Regions from separate parts of the Sus scrofa genome. Here region 1 is linked to region 2. Evidence: chromatin contacts called from public Hi-C data. All regions are on one chromosome and are shown on one strand. The core of a region is the stretch at or near the end of the contact, and the rest is flanking DNA. Distances in the headings are between cores, read along the strand shown.

Region 1 (4,616 bases), core at 1,160-3,659, 230 kb after region 2:
GTGCTTCAGGGACGTATACACCAGATTTTGAAGACAGGGTGAAAAAAAGTGTAAAATATCTCATTCATAATTGTTTGCTAGGCTTTTCATGTTGAAATGATAACAGTACTTTGGATATACTGGGCTAAAGAAAATACATCATCAGACTAATTTCATATGTTCTTTCTACTTTTAAAAATGTAACTACTATAAAATGTAAATTACATATGTGGTCCACTCGGCGGCCTGCGTTATATTCCCTTAGATGGGAGGACTGTGCAGTCAGCTTTCTGTCTTTTCTCCTCTCACTGCTGCCGTCCTCCCGGTCCAGCCTTACCCCTCGCATGAGTGAGCAGGGATACAGGTGGGGAGCTCACGAGCTATGCCCTGGCTTTTGTTACTCTGGGGGAAAAAAGCAGAGAGTAAACTAAAATCATACTCTTTCGGTTGGTGGCATATTTCTCCCAACCGACCCCCTTTCAATGATCAAGCCAGAAACATTTCTGGCCTCAGAATGCCAGGCCCCCGCCTCGGGCCCCTGGAGCCCAGGCCCAGAAAATGAACTGGTCTCCAAAGCAAGCTGGGCTCTAGATGCAGATGAGCGACTAACCAGCTATGGGGTTTTCTCTTTTTAATTTCTTGGCATGTATCTCATCTTGATTGCCCAGCCAAAGGCTCCTTGAAGAGTGTCGAAAGCCCTCGGCTATGTACTCACACCTCTGGGAAGCGGTCAAGAGATACTTGTTGCAACGCGTGAAAGACTTAACGGGTTTCCGTTTGCTCACCTGTAAAAATGAAGGCACTACACTAAATAATCTCACAGGTTAACAGAATCTTAAAGCCAAAAGGGAACTTAGAGTCCTCTGGCCTAGTGGTTTTCAAGTTACAATGCATTTTTATAACATCTTATAATACTATATTTACTAATCTGATATAAAGTAATATAACCTACCTATACACATATTTTTAAATTATCGTGCAACTTGTAATACAAAAGTTAAATGAAAAGTAACGTCTATTAAATAACACGCATTTCAATAATATAAATACCCTGCACAACTGCTCGAAAGGCCAATGGAGTCTCCGATTCACACACCTACAGAGTCACCGTGAACGTGAGGGCACAATACAAACTGCACAGATGTGCTATTTTGGAGACTCAAACATCATTCGTGCTTGCTATTGGTGATCTAATTTTTCTGAAATAACGAATAACTTGGTAAAGTTCTGAACAAAATAGGGTACAATTTACCTCTTTTTATATACATTCCTGGAAAATTCAGTGTCTTATGTTCAGGCACGAAAACATACACTATACATTTACTCGTGAAGCAAAGCTGGATTCTTTGAATATCTGGCAGAATATATGAAAGCCATCCTGGTTGCAGGATGATTCCTCTCTGTAGAACTGTCCAGAGTATCACAGAGAAGCTCTGCCTCTGCCCATCAAACGTCACTAGCACCCAGCTGCCCCATCACCGTGCCATCTAAAAACATCCCCACAGGGTGCTAAAAGCACCCAAGAGAGTGATGCCAACCTCTACAGAGAATCCTAATAGGCCGAACGTTTAAATTACTGGCAAAATTTGAATATAATGGGGGGGCACAGACACTAGACAGAGTGATGCTAAGTTTTGACCGTCTATTTTGAGGAACGAGTTGTGTATCTACACTGCGACAGAACAAAGGGAATCCTGAACTTAGGTTTCACAATTTACAGGGCTCATCCCTGCTGGTTCGGTCATGTTTCAGGTTATAAAAAGACTGGTCTTCCGGGATGCTTTGCCCGCTTTCTTACTTGATGGAAGAGGCTCTGAGAGTCCATGGCAGGCTGAGCTGGAGAGGCCAGGCCTCCGGGCTGCCAGGTCCGTGATTTCAGACTTGTTTCCTCTGGAATACTCAAAGGTTTCTAGGACGTCACGGCAGAAGCTGTTCGAGTTGCAACACTCCTGTCTCCAAGGGCAGTGTTTACTTTCCGGGCCGCAGTCACTACTGCTTGCATGTGATGCGAGGATTCCCGAGGAGGGCAGGTGAAATTTTTAGAGGCTTCACCCGAGCTAAACCGCAGTCAGACTGGATGCTGACCGTGTGATCCCACCTGAACCTCAGTTACCCTGGGCGGGGGGAATGTGGACTCTGCCCATGTCATTCAAAACTCACAGGAACAGAAAGGGACGTTGGCTCCTCTCCATCTCCCCCGACCCCTAAACCACTTGTCTCCAAGTGGGCATTCCGCCCAGAGCCTCAGAGGACTCGCTGGCCTTGCTCACAGCAGCGCGTGTGCTCCGAGGGAACACGGCGCTCACGCCAGGAAACCAGATCCTGTTTGAACGACAGGAGCTGTAGGAAAACAATGTGTCCACAGCCAGCACCAAAGCCTGGTCTGCACTCTGCGGCTGGCCTTGCCCCGGCAGAGAATCGGCCGCCAGGGGCAGCGAGCACCTGCGTGGGCTCGGGCTGAGAGGCAACCTGAAGACCTTGCTTCCCTGCCTGTCTGTACCCCTCGGCTGGAGCATGGAATCTGCAGGCAGCTTCAGCGGGTGAGGTAAAAGGTGGCTCTGGCTGGCCCTGAACGCCAATCTGCTCTTAGATCCCCAGAAACCTCTTTTTTTTTTTTTTTTTCCTGAACATATATTCTTCCCCTTTCCTGGGGAGCTCTAAGCTCCGTCTGCCCCCTTTGCTGGCTCAGCTCCCTCCCCTTTCTCAGGCCAGTACCTCCCTGATATCCAGAGAACCCAAGCCAAGCCCAGGCCATGCCAGCAAGTGCCCCTTGTTGCTGGCTCCTGCACCACTGAGGCCCTTTCGGCTTTGAGATCATCTGTCATACAGACCCTAGTACATGAGCCAGAGCCCTCCACCTAAAAAAAAGTTACAGGGATGGTACCAAAAAAAAAAAAAAAAAAAAAATCAACGAAACTGGTCTTTAAGATTCTACTACCAGGAGTGGCTAACACGGGAGTGAAAGGAGGTACTGAATCACAGATGTATGAAGGGAAAAGAAAAGAGAGATTAAGTATCTATCCCAACTTCCCCTGACTGCGTGTAATTCCATGTCAAGAAAAGCTGCCACGCAAGAGGTAGAGGCTAAGGACATAAAAGTCACATTTAATTTTTAGTGCTCTGTAAAAGCGCAAAGACCGTTTTATTGCATATGCCTGACAACTCCTGCAGTGTCGCGCTAGATTCAAGTGCTGTGAGGCTGGGCCACTTTGGACAGTTTTGCGTGGCTGGATTCCTGGCATCCACTGAACAAAAGGAAAGGGACTCTGACACACTCGACTTCCAGCTGCAGAAGAGGTGTTAGTTCTTACTTACTTATACAATCCCCACTGCTCTATCAGATGGTGGCAAAGTTCTCCGTGCACCATTTTAACGCTTTGCCATGTAATTCTTTTATGACTCAACATGTGTCACTTAAATTTATATTTCCTGCCTATTCTTCCCATGCTAATTTGAACCATACAAAAAAGGTATTCAAAAGAGGAAAAACTGTATCAAGGACAAGGATATTGTATTGAAGCAATTCCTGATTAAAGTTAACATTTTACATAACAATACAGGATACGGCAAAAATCAACTCAAGATGACTTGTATTGCAATTGCGTTATAACTAACCAACTCCAGACCCAAATTTTACACCAGCTATAAATCATGGTCTGAAATAAAACTCATGCCTAAGCCGGAGGTTGCTTTCCTTGGATTTGGCAACAAATTATTAACTTTGCATAAGGTAGACAGCAAAACAATTACAAAGGACAGCCAGGAGTTCCCTGGTGGTGCAGCAGATTAAGGATCCAGCATTGTCACTGCTGTGGCTTAGGCTGATGTTGTGACACAGGTTCGCTCCCTGGCCCAGGAAATTCCACATGCCACAGGCATAGTCAAAAAAAAAAAAAAAGGAGTTCCCGTCATGGCGCAGTGGTTAACGAATCTGACTAGGAACCATGAGGTTGAGGGTTCGGTCCCTGCCCTTGCTCAGTGGGTTGACGATCCGGTGTTGCCGTGAGCTGTGGTGTAGGTTGCAGACGCGGCTCGGATCCCGAGTTGCTGTGGCTCTGGTGTTGGCCAGTGACTACAGCTCCGATTCGACCCCTAGCCTGGGAACCTCCATGTGTCACGGGAGCAGCCCAAAGAAATAGCAAAAAAAAAAAAAAAAAAAAAAAAGGACAGCTAATGCTTATCTAGAAAACAGCTAGATTTTAGAAGAATAATATCGCTTTTAATTAAAATTGATACATCTGATATGAACAAACATTATGTCTAAATGACATTACTGGAACTTAGAATAAGAACAAAAATAATAATATCTATCATTTATTAGAGCCTAGTATATACTAATTAGTAGCTGGCTAGTTTACATACAGTGCCTTGTTTGATCTTTTTAAAAAAAGGAGTTCCCGTCGTGGCTCAGTGGTTAACGAATCCGAGTAGGAACCATGAGGTTGAGGGTTTGATCCCTGGCCTTGCTCAGTGGGTTAGGGATCCGGCGTTACCATGAGCTGTGGTGTAGGTTGCAGACGCAGCTCGGATCCTGCGTGGCTATGGCTGTGGTGTAGGCTGGTGGCTACACCTCCGATTAGACCCCTAGTCTGGGAACCTCCATATGCTGCGGGAGTGGCCCTAGAAAAAGGCAAAAA
Region 2 (4,825 bases), core at 353-2,852:
GTTGTGGGGTGGGGGGCTCATCAATCAAGACCTTGAATGAGAAGCCCTTTAGCTGCGTGCTGATAGGCCCCCAATAGAGGGCAGTGTAGCCCTCTTTGCAAACCGCCCCCCGCCCCAAACAGGCTTGAGAACAGAGGTCGCTGAGCTTGTCCTAATAATAGAATTTCTTTGGCTCTAATTTTCCAGCTCGGAGATTTCCTTTGCTCCTTTTGGTTATGTCTGACTTTCATTGCCTCCTTGGTGTCTTCATCCGTCTTCAGTTCTGGGGTTTTTGTGTACCTTTGGGTGGAGCTGAGTCCTGCGAGCAGCAACAAAAGCCTCCTCTGACCCTCCCGTCTGTTTCAGAAGGTCAGGATGTTACTGGGTTTCTTGGCTGAGGTCAAGCCATCCTGCCGTATGCTGAAAAGAGTGTCTTTCCACCCTTAGAAGGAAATCGCCCTCTGTACGTGGTTGCGGGTGGAGAGAATTTTCCTTTGGGCAGAGGCTACAATGATAAGTCTAAAATACAGCTGTGGTAGAGAAATGTTTTTAATGGAAAGAGTTCCCAGGCAGGGAAGGGACCGGCCAAACTGCTTCCTATTAAGGATGTGCTGAAGTTGATAGTCCTCCGTGCTTCTCCCCCCTCCTCTGCTTCTTCTACGTCTTCAAGGTACTAGGAAGGGCAAACGAGATGGAGATGATTCAGCAGTTGGAACTGAGCACAGGCGGCCAGGCCAGCTCTGCCTCTGACCGCTGTGCCGGTTTAATAGCATTAATGGAAAGCGTTCCCGGATTGAACAAGAGAGCAGGGCCTGGCAGGGCCACTTTCCATTAGGGACTGCCAAGGCTGATGTCACCAGGACTTTCATTTTGCTTTCACCTCTCATTCTTTTAGGTGCAGAAGGACAGAATAATCCGACTGGGTTGGTTTTGCCAACGCCCGTTTCTCATCTTTCAGGTAGTATCTAGGGTCACAAAGCCTATTGTCTTACCCAGTTGGGGTTTTTTGCAAGATTATTTCCGTGTCCCAGCCCCATGCTAATGAGTCGCAGGCATTGAGCCAGCAGTACCCACGGAGGCTCGACATGGTGCCAAGGAGTGGGCGGATAACCGAGGACATGAGGTGGGGCACCTGCCACGGAAACCTCGTTGGGAATCTAAGGGCCATCTGCACAGAGTGACATGAGGCAGATGACTGATGGGCCCTCTTGGAGCTGCGGGAGGTCAGGGGGGCCTCTGGTGTCCTGGGAAGACAGCATGGGGGTGAGCCGTGAGGAGGGGGGGTAGGGTTCAGATAGGGAGAGGGAAGGCACTCCACATGGGGAGGCAACAGGGGCGGGGGCTCAAAGTGGGTCCATGGGAATTGTGCAAATGATAAAAGTCAAAACAATAATGTCAACCGGCTGTCCACGGGGGGATCCTGGCCCCCCAGAGATCGAGATAACCTCAACACAAGCACGTATTCACGTTCTCAAGGCTTCTATGGGTCCTGAGTAAAGGGGTCACCTAAGGTCACTCCAGGTTCTGGGCTTCGTTTTTAGCAGGCAACCTATTTCCTCCTCATTTCTAGGGAGTAATGAAATGCCCAATGACTGGACAGCCGAGAGCTGCCTCTTCGCACCTTTAGCTCTTGCCAGTGTGTGTGCATGTGTGTACACGCATATGTGGGTGGGTGCATGTGTGGTACCCGTGGAGAGAAGTTTCCGGTCATTTCCTTGATTGCCTTGATTTTGTGGCACTCTGCAGGATCAGAGAAGCAAAGGACCCAAGCCTACCACACAAGGAACAAATTCCCAAGCACGGCTGGTTATTTTTGTCATCCCCGCCCCACCCCTACCACCCCGTCCCCTTCCTCTGCCCCATGCTCAATTTATTCTAAACGGATTCTGGATCATCAGTATGTCCACAGAGCTTTCTGTCTCCCAGGGAGATGGGGAGATGCCCAGTTGAAAACGCTGGGATTGGCCACTGAGCTGGTGGGCCAGTTGGTTAAAAGATTGCAGGGTGAGGGGTTAGGAACTCCCAGGGCCTGCCTGACTTTTGGAAGCTTCTGGATCTTGCTCAGTCAGTGTGCAGCAGAACCTACAGGGCCTGCTTTCAATCAGGACAGGCTGTCCTCTGGGCACCCGCTCAGATCAGCATCGCAGGTGTGACGGCTGCTTTGGCCGTGGCAATGGAATGGCTGTGGGAGAAGAGCCCAGTTCTGAAGTGCTGGCATAAAAGCAGTAAGTCCTTGATTTTGTGGCACTCTGCAGAAGTACCAAGAAAAGCCAGGGCTGAGTGTTCTGGGGGCATAAAGAAGGAACACATGGAAAGAACATTGGAAATTCATCTTCAGAAAAAAGCCTCTACCTTAAAAATGTCCCTTCAGAAGGGAAGCATGTTAACAATTCACATTGCCTATTTAAAATTCTGACAAGTGGCTTTACCCGGCTATTTAAATGGAATGCTAGGTACCACCCATTGGGCAAGATTCAAATGTGATGAATAGAGTCCATCATTTATATTATAGGTTAGCACCTATCTGAATGCCAGGAATCTCTAGGCACTTAATTATCCCTTATCTTTTTTTTTTTTTTTTCTATTCATCAAAGTTAGCTTCTGGACCAATGGATCTCAGTTTTACTGTGTTTAAATAAATCACTTGGTGCCAGGTGGGGGTGGCGGGTGGGGGAGGAGGGGAGGCTTGGGCTGGACTGGGTCCCAGAATTCAGCATTTTATTAAGAAACCCCAGGTAACCCTAATGAAGGAGGTCCATGGGCCACGATTTGGGATAAAGCAGAAGATGACTGACATATGGATTATGCACTTGAATTTAATCAATATCGTAATTCGTAATCAACTACTATAGTTTAATAAAAATATCCCATTAAAAAACCACATTTTCAGGAGTTCCCATCGTGGCTCAGTGGTTAACGAATCCAACAAGAAACCATGAGGTTTCAGGTTCGATCCCTGGCCTTGCTCAGTGGGTTAAGAATCCAGCGTTGCTGTGGCTGTGGTGTAGGCCGGCGGCTACAACTCTGATTACAACCCTAGCCTGGGAACCTCCATATGTTGTGGGTGTGGCCCTAGAGAAGACGAAAAGCAAGACAAACAAACAAAAAAAACTCCCACATTTTCATGGTGTACTCTGAGATCTTGAATCTTACATTTTTAAGAATTTACCCAGAAGCAGTCCCAGGCTTAGGCTGTTACTTAAAGGGTTACAGACAGACAACTAGGTTGCTCATTCTACCTGTCGTTACAGGTCCCCATTCAATGCTTGGCCTGGATAAAAATGCATTTGTAAAAATGTATATAGATTCATGAAAACCTTGAAAGTCATTCTTAGAAAAATGTCAGCCTGCTGGGGAGGTGAAGAACTATTGCGTCCTTCCCTTGCATTAAAAGAAAAAACGAAAAGAAGTAATTCCTGATCTATGACCTCTTTCACTCACCTATTTTCTCTGATTTGATTCTACGTGAGTTTCAGGGGCTGAGACTGTAATTCTTATTTTATGGTCAAAGACTGGAGAGGCTGCAATTTGTGACTGACAGCTAGTACCCACCCAGGGCCCGAGACACCCAGTTCAGGGCTTGTTATGCTCAGGCTCACCCCATCACCCCAACTTCAAGCCCCATTGTGGCCCACTTCGTGATGATGTCAATATTTCTTCTCATCTCCTTGCCTATGCACTTGACTATGGGAGAGGAGAGAGAGGACCTGGCTCTCTGTGCTGTTATTCTGGAGCCAGGTCTTTGGTCAGAGTGAGGCAGTGCTTACTAAATATTAAAATGTCTGGTCAATTCGGCACCTGCCCTAAGCCAGGGAAGAAGGGGCTCGAGCATGCTGTTTCTTCTTGAAAGGGGCTACTACTGAGTGAACGTCACTAAAAGAATAGCCCCCTCACCCCCAAGCACACACATAACCATGCCCCACCTCCAAAAGGGCCCCCTGACTCTCAGAAATCTATTGTTGAGGAAAACTTTCTTCAATGAGATTGAGTAAAGTGTTTGAAAATGGAATGCTATTCCCAAGAATGAGCAATTGACCAGAAGCTGCCCAGAAACTGAGAAAAGAGAACTTGGAGAAGGAACACGGGACTGGGGGCAGGAGGCCATGTTCTAACTGCAGCTGTACTGAAAAATCTAATAACGCTGCCACCAGCGACCAATTCCCGGGTACCGGGGCTGCCATCCTCACAAAAACAAATCCATTGAATGTCAGGGTCTCCATTTTACAGATGGGGAAACTGAGGCTCCAAGATGTCAAGGGCCTTGGTCTGGGCCACCCTGCTAATGAGTACCAGACACAGGGTTCTAACCCAGGCTCCCGAGCTCCCAAGCCTGAGGCCTGGAATGGCAACCTCTACGAGGCCTTGACCATGAAATGGAAAGGATGTCATTAACATGAATATGACACGTAAACCGTGGAAATTTTGGCTTTGGAATTTATCATGCAAACCTGGGAGGAATCCTTGACTCTCTCTCTCTCAGGCATCACATCCAAACCTTCAGCAAATCCTGTTGACTTTATCTCAAAATATATCCCTAATCCCATCCGTTCTCTCCTTTGCCATCACTCCGCCCACTCCTCCATCATCCCTGGCCTGAATAATTGCTGCAACCTCCGGGCTGGTCTCCCAGCCTCACCTTTGGTCCCCTGGTCTTCTCTCACCCTAGGGGCCAGAGAGGTTCTGTAAAAATTGAAAGGAGGTCAGCCCCCATTTTGAAATGTATACAGATATTGAATCACCTGAAACTAACATGTCAGCTCCCATGACTCCTCTGCTCAAAGCCTCACCATTTCACTGAGAATAAGAGTCGGGTGCCTCTAGAGGCCCAAGTCTTGTGCAATGGTCC

Evidence for each region. A called contact is a pair of places that touch in the nucleus more often than the background predicts.
Region 1: a Hi-C map of skeletal muscle shows a contact between it and region 2, with 11 times the contacts expected there. A contact is called at or near these places in 3 of 47 Hi-C or Micro-C datasets (psoas muscle and skeletal muscle) and 1 of 2 datasets of targeted methods (skeletal muscle).

What each region holds. Positions count from the first base shown.
Region 1 is chr5:89,343,307-89,347,922 of Sscrofa11.1, forward strand. All of the region lies in intron 2 of CRADD (death domain-containing protein CRADD), which reads right to left. Among named protein-coding and RNA genes, the nearest start is that of CRADD, 130 kb to the right of the region's middle.
Region 2 is chr5:89,117,204-89,122,028 of Sscrofa11.1, forward strand. No RefSeq gene overlaps it. Among named protein-coding and RNA genes, the nearest start is that of PLXNC1, 64 kb to the left of the region's middle.